Regions from separate parts of the Mus musculus genome. Here region 2 is linked to region 1. The links are chromatin contacts, called in public Hi-C maps. All regions are on one chromosome and are shown on one strand. Each heading gives the region's core, a stretch centred on a gene start, on an enhancer-like site or on the middle of the called end of the contact. The rest is flanking DNA. Distances are from core to core; before and after follow the strand shown. Region 1 overlaps Gm31847 (a long non-coding RNA gene). Region 2 overlaps Slc9a9 (solute carrier family 9 (sodium/hydrogen exchanger), member 9).

Region 1 (6,985 bases), core at 1,273-3,772:
GTTCCTTTAGCATATAGACTACTGCCTGGTAGAATCCCACATTACAGAAAGAAAAAATAAATAAAAGACTCTTTAAAAAAATTGAAGTGTTTAAATCAAAACTTTCTTTATATCCTATCCTCTTAGTGATTTTCTAGTGCTTTAAAAAAGACACCATGACCACAGCAGCTCTTAAAAGCATTTAATTAGGGGCTTGCTTACAATTTTAGAGCTTTGTTTTCTTATCATCTTGGTGGCCAGCATAGCAAAAGATATGGCAGGCATGGTTTTTGGAGGTATAGTAGAGTTACACCCTAACCCTCAGGGAGAAAGAGTGAAACTAGATCATATATGGGCAATTAAAACCTCAAAGCCCAGTCCTGGTGACACACTTCCTCCAATAAGGTTACACTTCTTAATCCTTTCAAACAGTTATACTCTTTGGTGACAGACCTTGAGCCTATGGGGCCATTCTCATTCAAACCACCACACCTACACAAAGGCAAATTTATCAGTCTTCATTTTATTTGGATGCTAATGTCCTGCTTGGTTTGGCCAATAGCTAGGGCCAGTATTTCTACCTCTCTGCAGACTAGGCAAGTGCCAGGACAGACTGACACTTTAAACATGTGTAGGTTGCCTCCTAATTTTCTCTGCTGACTACCTACTGTTGAAAATATTACTGTCTTACTGCCCAGGGCCTCTCAACTACAATCTAGACATAGCTTATAATCAAGTATCGCTAGCTCAGTGGGAATTGCTGCAATCTGAGTTTCAGGAAAACAATATTTCATCCCTAGAAAAACTCTTCCTTCTGACTGTATATGTAGGAGGCTCCCTATGACCTAGAAAACATTCTGTAGCTCCAAGGCATGCTTGAAGACTAAGAGAAAAACATTGAAATCCAGACATGGGACGTTAGAGAACACCCAAGTCCTGAATGACACTGTTTGGACTGAAGGTAAGAAACAGAACCAGTCAACTTTGAACTTCCTGTGAGATAATAAAGTCACATGGTTTAAGCCACTTCAATCTGTGTGTTCCTTTACATTATGACTAAAGCATTCTGATATAAATAGGATTTTGTTCTCATAGTATATAGCTGTGTATTTGGCATGCTGTGAAGAACTCTCACAGTCTAGGTGACTTAAAGTATACCTTTTTGAAGTTTAGAGGTTGGAAACTGGAGATCAGGAAACCTGGTCATGGTCAAGTTAATTTTGACACCCATCTTCCTAGTTTACAGGTTGCTATATCCTTTCATATTAGAGAACACAGATTTTTTGTCTTTTACTATTTTCATCAGGACATATATCCTATCCTCCCATCTATCCCTAGTCAGCACCATCACACTAACAATTGCAGTTTCAACTAAGGAATGTGAAGAGGGTATAAGTAGTCAGAGTGGGGGAGAATGTGGGGGACTTTTGGGATAACATTGGAAATGTAAATGAAATAAATACCTAATAAAAAGAAAAGAAAAAAAGTATTCAGACTGTAGTAGATCTTGCAATGAGAATAATTTGCCAAAGGTGTTTTCCTAAACCTGTAGCATTCAACATAATCACAGCAGGCTCAGATTTACAATTTTCAATTAACAGGAAGGTTTACTTAAAATAAAATGATGACTTAAGGGACACTTAGAATGAAACCACATGGCTGTCTTTATAAGCTTGGATACGTTCAAAGCTGAAGCTAAAGATAATCTTGTGCAGTTAGACATTAATATTTGGCTAATCCTGGGCCTCTCTAGTGAGTGCTTTGCACTTCACTGAATACTGTTAATAAATATTCCAGAGTAATGCATGTCAATAATGCTGACTGTGTAAAGGCCATATCCACTTTCTCCCAAATCAACAGAAAGACACTGAATTAAAAACCTGCCATTTATTTTATCACAGAAAATAGACACATTTATAATACTAAAGTGAAGTGATATGTGTCACCCAGTTTAAGATTGTTTGCTTTGAGGGCTTACCCAGTTGTATCGTATGCATAGACCTCTTATGTAGTCATTGCTCATGCATGATATTTAGACATTACTGTTCTCATCAGGAGAATATGAAAGCCTTCTGTGTTAACATCTTTATAATCTGGGGCAGAAGTCACTGACATACACCTGTACAAAGCATATAAAGTTGGGATTAAATCCCCCTTTCCCAGATCCATCCCTCCCTTCCAAAAAAGGCCAGGGCTCCTGGGGATATCAAACAAGTGTTGTAAATCCTGTTATAGTAAGATTAGGCACATCCCCTCATATTAAGGCTAAACAAGTCAATCCAGCAGTAAAAAAAAGATTCGTGGTTTTCTACGTGTGTACTTTAACTACTCACACACCGTTCTTCATCTACTTTGTATTTGTGGAAGAGTTGATTATGAGAGACTAGAAGAAAACTGGCTGATGCAAAGTGAATAGGCCAAGAGGACTCTCTGTTGAAAGATTGGTGGTGAAGAATTTTATCTCCTGCTTGAAATCAATCAGCTAGCATTCCTGTGACCTCACATGCCAGACATTTCAACTCAATCTGAATGAGGTCCAAACCACAAGCGAACTGGGGCAGGCATCCAATTCTAGAGGAGCTGAGTTTGGTTTAGTCTGATAAGGACATGCTCAATGTCATTTGGAATGTATGTCTGTGTTTTTTTTGCTGTTTCTTTACTCAGCTCTAACCTATATACACCCCAGTAGCCTCTGGACCACAACATCATCATTACTAACATGATCAGTAGAGAAAACACAGGCCTTTCTTTCATTCACTTCAGACAATATCTTCTTGTCAACCTAGGGATGGAGCTGAATAGAGTCCTTAGTACGCACAAGAACTAAACCTGGGTTCAACAACAAAAAATATCCAAAGGTCTCCTTACATTCTACTCCCTCTGTTCTGGTCCATGTCCACTTCTGAGCTAGAGACCAGAGCAGTGCAGCTCCAAAGAACATGGAGCCAGAAGCACTCACTTTTGCTCTGTGCTATGAATAAGAGAATATATTTGCTAAAATAAATTTACAATTATTGCTATCAAGAAGGTAAAAACAAATTCTAAGCAGCAAAGACAAACATGTTCATTACTATCTATATATTTGTATAAATCTACATTACACACTACTAACGTGTAATTATATGTTATACATATAATTTAAATAAAACTAAACTGACGTCTGATCTTTTAAAAAAAATTATTCGATTAATTTATTTTTATTTAAGCTTTCTTCTTCATATGACATACTCGGAGCATATAATTTTCCACTCCCTAATTCCTATCTGATCCTTCCTACCTTCCTACCTATCCAACTTTCAGTTTTTTCTCTATCTTGCAGAAAAAGAAGAAGAAACACACACAAAAAAACAAAACAAGCTAACAAAAAAAGAAAAAAGAAAACCAAACATAATCAAAACCTAAAGTGCACAAAATGCATGAAGTCCATTTTGATTTGGCTCATTACTCCTGGGCATGTGGCCCACACTGGAGAGTGATCAATATATCCAGTGACACTCTTTTAGCGAAAAATGATTTTGCACTTAACATAGATATCAATTGCAAATAGCTTCTTGATTAGAGGTTGGGTTTTGTGCTCATTTCCCCTTTCCATGCTGGGATTTTTTTTATTTTCTAATTTGACCTTGTGCTCATCGTGTGTGTGTTGTCCCAGTCTCAGTTAGTTCCTATGTGTATCAGTCCATCTGTGTATGGAAGCTGATGTTTCCTTGGAGTCATACACCACCTCTGGTCTTTCTACTCTCTTCTGCTTAGATCCCTAAGTCTTGAAGCATGATGTCATCCTTAGGGCTGAGTGCTCCAAAGTCCTATACTCTCTGCATAGTGTGGATCTGAAGTGGAAATTTCTGGTTTCTTTGCAAACTTATTTATGTCTCATGTTTTTCTGGAAGCTGTCTGTGAGAAAATGTTTTTCTGGAACAGACACGTAAGAGGATGCTTTGTTGAAGAAGACACATGAGAGGGTATTCGATGTTTTGCTGAAGTGGATTCACTTCATAGAGAGAAATGCACCAAAGAGCTTCTCATGGTATTCCAGCTACTTCTGGCTGCTTCCATTGACTGATACTGATTTGGTGACATCTTACAGTCTAGCTGCTGCTACTGATTTGTACGTGGTATTTGCTGTTGAACTAGACCACTGGTATCCTGACAATGAAGAGTAGAATTATCTCCAAAGAAGTACTTCTAAACAGGTTCACAATCCCCTTTTCCTACAAACTTTCTTTTCTCTCTACCTCTGATTAGGGGGCTAGTAGGGAGGTTGAGGTGTTCTAGTACCCTCAATAAATAAGGTTTAGAAACACCTAAGCCTACATGTGTCTCAGTGTTAATTACCATCCACTGAAAGCAGAGGCTTCTCTGATGAGGTCTGAGCTATTCCTATAGTAATGTGCCATTAGGAGTCACTATATTGCTATGTTTCTTTCATGGACTAATAGTAGTAGGTTCTCCCACAGGCTCACAGCCTATGGTGTCTTAGGTTCTTGGCCACTTCAGTGTGTCACCTATGATACTAGCTCATGGATTGTCCTTAAAGCCAATCAAAAAGTTGTGTGTTACTCCCTTAACATTTTTTTCCACCATTGCACTAGTATATCTTGCAGGTAGGTGATTGTTTGTAGCTGGGAGATATTAACAATTACCTTGCTCTTCTGAGAGTGTGAAAATCATCCTGTGGCAACATGAATACTAGTAAGTAGGAAAAGGGCTTCTAGTTAGGCACCAGCTTGATTTCTCCACGTTCTATCACATAAGTAAGTTGTGTCTCCAGCAATAGGGCCTCACCCGGAGGTTATTGATCATGCCTCATCTGATTTACCAATTAACAACCTTTGATAAGGTCCACTTTAACAGATTGCCAGAACTAAACAGAATAGTACATTTGAAGCTAGGACCGTCCCAGAAGTGTGGAGTACATGCTGTAATAATTATTAGTTGTTATCTATATTGTAGGTGTTAAATGAACCAATGCAATGAGAAGCAAAGATATAGCTAAGCATGGTGGCATGCATTTGAAATCCAAGTATTTAGGAGTCTGAGGCAGGAAAATTATGAGTTTGAGACCAGTCAGGGCTAAGTTTCAAGCAAACAAACCTCCTGAACTATAGTGGACCTCTGTCTTTCTGTGTCTCTGTGTCTCTGTGTCTCTCTCTCTGTGTGTGTGTGTGTGTGTGTGTGTGTGTGTGTGTGTGTGTGTGTGTTTACACACACCCCTTGTGTATTTTTCCCCCTAGGAAAAGAATATAAGAATACACTCTTATCAATTATTTGAAGTAGCATGGGTCTATTTTTTATTTTTTATTTTCATGATTTTTAAGATTAAGCATAGAAATAAAGATAAGGTGTAGGCAAGAGGTGCACTCGAGTGGGAACTGTAGGATGGCAAAACATAAGAGAAAATGTCTCAGTGGGACAGGGAAGGAGAGGAAAAAGCAGAAGATGACACTGGCAGAGGAGATGCCACCGAGGGCATTTGAAGCTAGACCAGACAAGGAGATGGCCGGTCCCATTGTGCAGGAGGCCAGCCCAGAGTTGTCCCCAGAGGAGAGAAGGGTCTTGGAGAGGAAACTAAAGAAGGAACAGAAGAAGAAAATGAAAAAGCAGCTGCGGGAGGCGGGCATTGCCGCAGTACAGACTGCCAAGGTTCAGACCCTGCCAGCCAAACCCTCAGCTACCGTCTTGTCCCTACAGTAACTCGAAGGGTGGGTTCAGAAGCAAGAGAGCTGGAGATTCCAGAAGATAAAGCAGACGTGGCTCTTGCACGTGTACGATGAGGACAAGATTTCGGGTGAGCACTTTTCTACCCTGCTGGACTACCTCGAAGGATTGAAGGGCAGTACCCAATTGCTGACAGTACAGAAGGCCAAGGCCCTGATGCAAAAGCAAGATGAGGCTGACCCCAAGACCAGAGACGGGTCTCTGGGGAAGGTTCATTGCCTCCGGCAGGTGCTACAGCTACTCTCCTAATGGGAAGAGGTGGCCTTGGGCACTGAGGACACACCTGCTACCTCCTCTCAGAGCTGTGGAAGCAGTAGGGTCAATAGCAGGTCATCTGGCTTAAGGACTTCCTTCCAAAGTCCTGAGAAGAGCCCTTTATCTCCCTCCCTATAAGCTGTAATAGTTTCTGGTCTCTTAGGAGTTGAACATTGTCTCCCTGAAACAGCTCTGAGGTGCCACTCCCACATAAGTGGCCCTAAAGTGGCTGTGAACAGAGACTACTTTTTCTACCGAGGATATGCTAGAGACTGGCCCAAGCTGGTTTCCCCATCAGCTGGGATTCCCTTCTGTGTGTGTGTGTGTGTGTGTGTGTGTGTGTGTGTGTGTTGGTGGGGGCATGGGGGAGCTCCTAAATATTTGATCTGGGGGCCATTGCAGTGTAGCCTGGATGCATCTCATGGGTCTGTAGGGAGAGCCTATTGAGAGCTTGTATTGAGGACCCTGAATCTGTGTGGCTGCCCACGAGATGCTCCATGATCCCTAGTCCTTTCAACAACCCCATACTGTTCCTAGTGTCAGAAGCTGGGCCCAGTTCCTTGTCGCTGCACCTCTCAGCCATCGTGTTGGAAACAGAAGGACTAAGTGTTTGTATCTGGACCCATGACACCATCAGAACACCCGCCCCACTCCCATTGGGCATCTTTTCCTTCAGACTATAAAGAATTGCCCATAGATGCCACATAGTGAGGGTGCTGACAGGGTAGAGAGGATTTGGTGCAAGTCTAGCTCAGTGAGGAGTGAGGTCATTAGGGTCTGCAGATGGGAGCCATGGAGTGTCTGCCTTCTGCCTCCACTGGTCTCCAGCCCACAGCTTCTTGAACTTCTCCCCCGCAGCCCTTTTGCATCCAAGTTACTTTTATACACCCAGGTATAGGGGTATAGAAAAGAGGTTTACAGATAAATATATACTGGATCCCAAGAAGTTTATTTTAAAATGATTCTGAACACAAATAATTTTCCATTTATTAAAGATAAAGGCAAGTTTGTGTTAAAAAAAAAAGATATGGTG
Region 2 (6,985 bases), core at 3,272-5,771, 560 kb after region 1:
AGAAGCACAGTGTCATTGGCCTGAGGCATCAAGGTTGGCCAAGAGTAAGATCAACTCCAGACTCGAGAAAACGCAGTCACTCTTGATGGGAGACTGTGTTGGGTGCATAGGTCCTGAGGAATGTCACTTTGGAGAGATGGAAGAGTAGGTCCTTCTCTTGTCCAGCGGCTCTTTACTCTATTGTCCATCCTGTGGCAGTCTTAGAGTTGATTTGTCCTGTCACCCCAAAACCACAGACTGTGAGGCATGGCCGGCCACCACCCCATGAAGAGATCAGAAGCAGTCTGACCAGCATAAAGTTGGTTAAAAGGTGAGAAGTCTTGGCATCTGGGGTCAGGTGGAAGCAGCTGCTGCATTTGCCTCACAGGGTGGAACCTGAGAGTGAAGGGAGAGGCTACATTCGATTAGGGGAGGGCAAGAGGTATTATGTGTAGCCAGGCCATCCAGGTCTCCTTAGTAAAGAGTCATATAGGTGTGTGAGACCAAGAAACTTAAGCAAAAAACGGGAGCCTGTCCAGGCAACAGGTTTGGTACTACAATGATGATGTGGCACACCTGCTGCATGGCAGGAGATGAGAGACACATGTAGCAGCTGACTGGGTGACCTCAGTCTACCTCGGTGTGCAGAAGAGACACCGTGACTGAGAGGCCATTCCCTGAGCTCTATAGCTTGGTTCAAATGTTACTTTACATCTATATGACTTTAGGAATTCTAGGTAACCTCCTTAAGTCCAATCTTCCCATTTAAAAAAATCCAGATATTTCTCATTACAGTGCAGGGCCATCATGTTGCAAATAAGAAAACACGTGCAAAGGACTTAAAATAACATTTGGGCCTTTGTAGGAGCTCTCTGTGTTGACCTATTTATTCTTCTACCAAAGTCACTTTTGCTGTCAATAAACTAGTTAAGAGCTGTAGCTGGAGTCTAGACCATGTTGCTTACCAGGCATGTGACTTTGGGTAAATCCCATACCAGGGCTTTTGTTCACATCTATACAAACAAGGCATTTCACAATATTTAACTGCAAAGGTTGTTGGGAAGTATCTTATCTCTATATTTACAATTTGTCAGTGCATCATAATAATTAAGAATATGACAAATTATATTTCCATGATGTTATTTAGCTTTTAGACTTCCTTTACATGTAGCAACTCAGTTTTTTCCCCCCTGTGGTATGTTGAATAGATTTATTGCCTATAAAGGGAAACATTTAATTGTGGAAGGCTTACAGTTTCAGAGGTTTAGTCTATTATCATCATCATAACAGGAAGCATGGTAGCATGCAGGCAGATGTGGTGCTGGAGCCGAGAGTCCTATATCTTGATCCAAAGGCAGCTGAATGAGACTAGATTGCACACTGGGCAGAGCTCAGACATTTATGAAACCTCAAAGCCCCATCCCCACAGTGACATACCATGACAGTGGCAATTTACTGGAGGTGGAGCAACATACTGCAGGAGGAAAAACTGAGTTTCTACATGTAAAGGAAGTTCGAAAATAAAAAGATAACATCTTAGCCAGGTGTGGTGGCGCACGCCTTTAATCCTAGCACTCGGGAGGCAGAAGCAGGTGGATTTCTGAATTCGAGGCCAGCTTGATCTACAAAGTGAGTTCCAGGACAGCCAGGGCTATACAGAGAAACCCTGTCTCAAAAACAACAACAACAAAAATCTTGGAAACATAATTTGTCATATTTGCTAATTATTATGATGAACTGATATCTATCTATCTATCTATCTATCTAACCTCTTCTTTGCTGTTCTAGTTTGATTGTAATGTGTATAATTTTTATTATTTATTTGTGATACAAATTTTATTACATTTTTGCTAAAACTTCCTGATAATATCATAAAATGTCCATTTTGGATAGACTGAAAAATTTTGAAAGGAAAAAATCCAAATAATTCTACAATTATAAACCACCATGGAAATGTCTAGATATCTGGACTATATTACTATATGTATATTTATAGGGAGTTTAGGCAGACTCTAAAACTTTGCACCTTCCTATTTTTACTTAATTTTACACCTTTTCTCAGATATTTAAAAACTCCAGTGTAGTGGAAGAGACTTGTGTTTGATATTTGTGTTCCTTTTAAACTGTCACTCATATGAGGGACATTTTAGTGAAGAGCATCTCTTTAAAACTTTCCCTACATTCTGAAGCACTAAGTGGGCCATCTTTCTGATAGCAGGCATAAAATATTTATTGAAATAAATGCCTCCTGTATCTTTGGAAAAGCATTAGGCAGTAGCCACAAAGCCAACAGTAATCATTGGGGGAAAGGATGAACTACTTAAAACCAGGTCCTTCCCTGGGACAATTGCAGAAAGAAAATGAGTGAGTACCTATTTCATATCAATAACATACATATTTCATATGAATCAAAGTACTAATTGTACAATAAAAATACAAAAACGGTGAAATTGAGGAGAAAATATAGTTGCAATATGGAAAAAATAAAACAATCACTATAACTCAAATAATATAAAAAATGCACAAATTTCACATTATAGTTATGAGACTGTCAACAATGTTAAAAACACAAACCATTGAAGGGGATAATAGAACTAGAAGAATGTATTTGAAATATAAGATACAAAACAGAATTGTAACCTGATTCTGGGAATTAACAAGTCAATAAGGAAAACTAAACTGGATGACCAGGAATGTCCCGTAAAAGATATGATCAAAGGCCAGCAAGCAAAATAAATATACTTATTTCATTAGTAATAGGAAACAAAGCTAATGATGCGATGTTTAGTATCAATCAGATTGCCAACAAATTAGGAAATTATCAATACAAAGTGTTGGCTAGAATATAAGAAAATAATCTAAGAATCCCCTGTGTAAGTATAAGTGGGTGTGGCCATAGCAGCATCTGTAGAGATAGTCTGTGTCATTTACTGTTTAGCAGTCCACTTCTAGAAAGGCTTTTAAGACTGCACAAAGGCTTAAGCACAAGGATTTCTACCTCAGTATTTTGTGTTGGTGGAAGATAGAAATCAACCCAACTATCAGAGAACAAAATTCCCAGATCCTGATCCAGTCATCCAATAGGATGTTCCAAGACAGTTTCAACACTAGCCAAGATCCACATGCTCATTAATATGGATAATTGATGTCAAAATTGATTTCAAAAGTAGACACTGGGATTCAAATGGATCTTTACTGAATTCCTACAATGTAGACAATGCACGCTACTGATAATTGTTTACTAAAACATATTTCAAAATGAAAGAATGTGTCCGAGAAGGGGAGGACACTGACTGTCCTGTCTGACTTGCTTCCTGGTTGAGATGAAGATGGACTTCAACCAAACACACATCACTTACATTTTCCAGATGTAAGCTGGGTGGGTTACATGCCTGCCAGCACTTAGTAGTTTGACATAGGTGGATTGCTACAAATTTGAGATCAACCTGGCTTACATAGCAAATACCAAATTCCCCAGGACTGCATAGCCCTATCTAAAAGATCACCATCCCCATAAAAAGAATCCTGAAGAAGAATTAAGACCAGAAATAAAATAAAGAATGGTTGTAGCTTAGGATTTTCCAGCCCTGTGCTGCCCCCAAGTGATCAGGACTTGACATGTATGCCTTGGCTGCCCCAGGTTTTACACTCAATAAAAGCCTAAGACAGCCTTACAGAGTGTAGTACATGTGAAGGCAAGCTGCTCAGGCAGGAAGGGAAGCTGATCTAGGGTAGGAAGGGAAGCTGAACCCTGGCAGGAGATGAGCAGGCACAGGGTAAACTCCCACTCCCATTGCCTCCCATAAAATGATGTAGCTCCTCTAAAAATGCCTGCCTCTGACCGTTCTGTATGTAAAGCACCTCCTTACTCTGACAAGTGACCAATACATTTAAGATTTAAGGGCTCTGCATAAAAATCTGAAGAAACGTAAGAGTGTTTTCTGCATGAATAATCATCCCTTAGTGTGGCCAAGCCACAGTCGAGATGTCCCGATTGAAAGGCAGTCGTTATCACTGACGTGCTCCAATGCCTGGACCACTTAATTTTCTCCTGAAGCTCTGTCAATCTCTTAACTTTGCTTCACTCCCCTGTTCAGCCTCCATTTTTCTCCCTCTTTCCTGCTTGCCATCTTTGTCCCTTTATTTTCCTCCCCTTCACCCCTCCTTTATATCTAGTCCCTACTTGCCAGGTCCCTAAAGACACCCACTCCCAGGAGAGAGGGGCCTGGAGCCCACTGTGCCTGCTTTCTCAGCACATACTTCTTCTATAACCCCTGTCCCCACTTCTCCACTGAAGGCAAACGAAAAGGATCAGCAGTGCCTCCAAACCATGGCTGCTGCTCCAGGAACCAGCATCTGGGTAGGGTGGGGCAGGTTGGTCCCTTCCCAGCCCATCTCGGGAGATCTCGAGAGATCAGTCATAAGCAAAACACAGCTCATTTTGGAGGTTTGCATTCTTGTCCCTGTCTGAAGTGATTGAATTTCACATAGACGGTGACTAACTGGGAAAAATGTGTCCCAGATGTGGTGCTCAGAAATTATTCTGAGAACAAGGTTATGTACACAAAGCTCCAGCCTCCCTGTGCATCTGTCACTGATGCTGGCACCTGCATCCAGCAGCAGCAACGTTCTGTAATTCTTTATTGGGCTCTTCTGCAGCTGAGCTCTTTGTCTGCCTCTCAGTCATCTCTGTCTCTGTGTTTCTGTGTCTGTCTGTCTCTCCCTCTAGCTATCTTTCCTTCGGCCTGTATCTCTGTCTCTGTGTTTCAGTCAGTCTTTTTCTCTGACTGTCCCTCTATGTTTCCTTCTGTCTCTCTCTTCTCTGTCTCTGTCAGTCTCTGTCTGTCTCTGTTCATCTCTCCCTGTCTGTCTGTCTCTCTCTCATTCTGTCTCTGTATTTCTGTCAGTCTCTGTCTCTCTCTCTCTTACCGTCTCCTGTCCCCTACTAACCCCTATCCCAGCCTTGTCCTCTACCTGTTTCCTCCCTCTGTCTGTCAGTCTCTGTCTCTCTCTCTCTCTCACTGTCTCCCCCCACCCCCATAGCCCCCGCCTTAAGCCCCATCCCAGCCTTGTCCTCTACCCGTTTTTCCCATGACACTTACTCCCCAGAGACCCTGCTGCACGGATGATTCTGGAGTGTTTCTCCTTGGCTCTGACCTTTCCATCAAGTACACAACTCCAAGTGTTGCAGACAGCCGGGCTCAGTGAGCCAGGGCCCAGGAGGCCTGAGGGGTCCTGACCTTCCCACCCCCACCGAGTCAGCCGCTTCACAGCCACACTGGCTGTCACTCAACCAGGTGTAAAAACATAGGTCTCTTCTTTTTTTCTTTCATTTTTACCTCTCTATTTCAACCTTAAGCCCCACTAATCCTCTCTGCCATCTGCCCAGTTTATTTTAAGCAAATCCTTGTTGAGTGAAGTGCTGTCTGTCTCATTCTGTCAGAGCCACCTCCTTTAGCACCAACCGTCCCTTGAGCTGGCTTTAGTAACTGCAACCCGACAATGTTTTCCTTTTACACAGCTCAACTTCGATGTCTCTGCAAACTAATCTCAAGGGACTTACCTTTTTAAAAGGGGGGGGGGGTGATGGTGGGGAGAATAAAACACTGTATTATTTGAGTAAGTGAGACAGCCATATGACTCGGCATTTAAAAGATTCAAAGTATATGTTGGGCTGTTGATGCTTTTATTCAGTGACTTTTCTGTTGGCCTCGTTTTGCAGCTATAGAGAAGCAGATGGGAGTTCAGCAGTGTAGAGATGGAAAGCAAGGTGGGTAGGGAGGTTACAATGTAGGGACTAGGGGAGAAAGGGAAAAGAGAGGTTAGCAAAGATGTAGGAGCCACATGGAAGGAGTAGGTATCACTTCTACCTGGATTCAGCTGGAATTCAGACCTAGATCCCACCTGAAAACAGTTGACATGTCTGGACAAATAGGGATGGCATGTGTGAGTCCTTCGCAGTTTCAGTCTCATATGCCAGGCGTGCAGCTCTGCCCTTCATCCTTGGGAGCTGATGAATGGTTAAAAGCAACTTTATCCATTTATAGGCTGTTTCTTTAGCTTTCCCAATCGTCACTTCAAGTGTCAGCTGTGCAATATGTCACCATGTACTAACCAGGCCATGGTCTATCCCACCATCTTCTATTGCTCTGTGGGAGCCACATGCATACAAGCCTACTTGGAAAAAACAAATTCTCAGATTAGATCTGCCAAATCAAGTGTGTATAGACAATATTTGCACAGTCATTATCAAATTATACCACTTGGAGATCATCCAAATTTCTATTCCCAGTAGCCATTTGATGTTTGGTCCTGTTTATAAAAGTATCTTGACTTTCTTCATCTTCGAGTGAAGAGAGTTCAAAATCATTACCAGTGGATTTGAGAGTGTTTTACGTATGGGTCTCCAACCCCTGGTCCACAAGCATTTTCTTTCATTTAGATTCGGATCCATAGCAGTCAGAAATCTCCAAATTCATTACTCCTCTGAAGCCACTAGCTGGTAGACACAGAGTGCAAATGGGGAAATGAAATGAGACTCTGTCTGGGAAGCTGGAAACGAAGACCAAACTCACTCACTTGATTAGTGCCGTGGCATAGTCTCATTAAGTATTCTCAGTTTTCCCTTCCTCTTACTTCTGGGGTTCACACCAAAGCTAAGCACGCTAGAAGAAAGATAAGCATATCCATGAACCATCACAGTTGTGTCCTGTGGCTGTGTGCACAAGGTCATCCGAGTCTCCTTTAAAATCGAAAGGTATTGAAAATGCATGCGGGTCCTGAGTTCTGCTTTTTAACATATCTTCACTCATTTTGGTATTTAAAATTATTTTAAGTTACTTGCTACCAGATGTTATTGAATTCATGAAAGTGTCTTGCTTCCCTTGTGGCTTGGAACGCCCTGGCCCATGGGGCCTATATCTGGTGACTGAGCAGGTCTCTGCATGGAGGGGTCCAGGGATTGGTTCTCATTTATCCTGCGAATTCCAACTCGTCTGATGCTTTG

What was found. Hi-C and Micro-C count contacts between places; a contact is called where the count stands out from the background.
Region 2: a Hi-C map of adipose-derived mesenchymal stem cells shows a contact between it and region 1, with 2.0 times the contacts expected there. The contact joins two enhancer-like sites. A contact is called at or near these places in 2 of 484 Hi-C or Micro-C datasets (adipose-derived mesenchymal stem cells and tail fibroblasts) and 1 of 115 datasets of contacts at active chromatin or transcription factors (large pre-B cells).

Annotation. Positions count from the first base shown.
Region 1 is chr9:94,134,104-94,141,088 of GRCm38.p6, forward strand. All of the region lies in intron 2 of Gm31847 (a long non-coding RNA gene), which reads right to left. It also overlaps the pseudogene Gm5369. Among named protein-coding and RNA genes, the nearest start is that of Gm39403, 29 kb to the left of the region's middle. Within about 2 kb of position 2,523, at least 10 of the 459 cell types and tissues checked have an H3K27ac peak or open chromatin away from gene starts, as enhancers often do. A contact at or near this core is called in adipose-derived mesenchymal stem cells, where this site is marked.
Region 2 is chr9:94,697,075-94,704,059 of GRCm38.p6, forward strand. All of the region lies in intron 2 of Slc9a9 (solute carrier family 9 (sodium/hydrogen exchanger), member 9), which reads left to right. Among named protein-coding and RNA genes, the nearest start is that of Slc9a9, 31 kb to the left of the region's middle. Within about 2 kb of position 4,522, at least 56 of the 459 cell types and tissues checked have an H3K27ac peak or open chromatin away from gene starts, as enhancers often do. A contact at or near this core is called in adipose-derived mesenchymal stem cells, where this site is marked.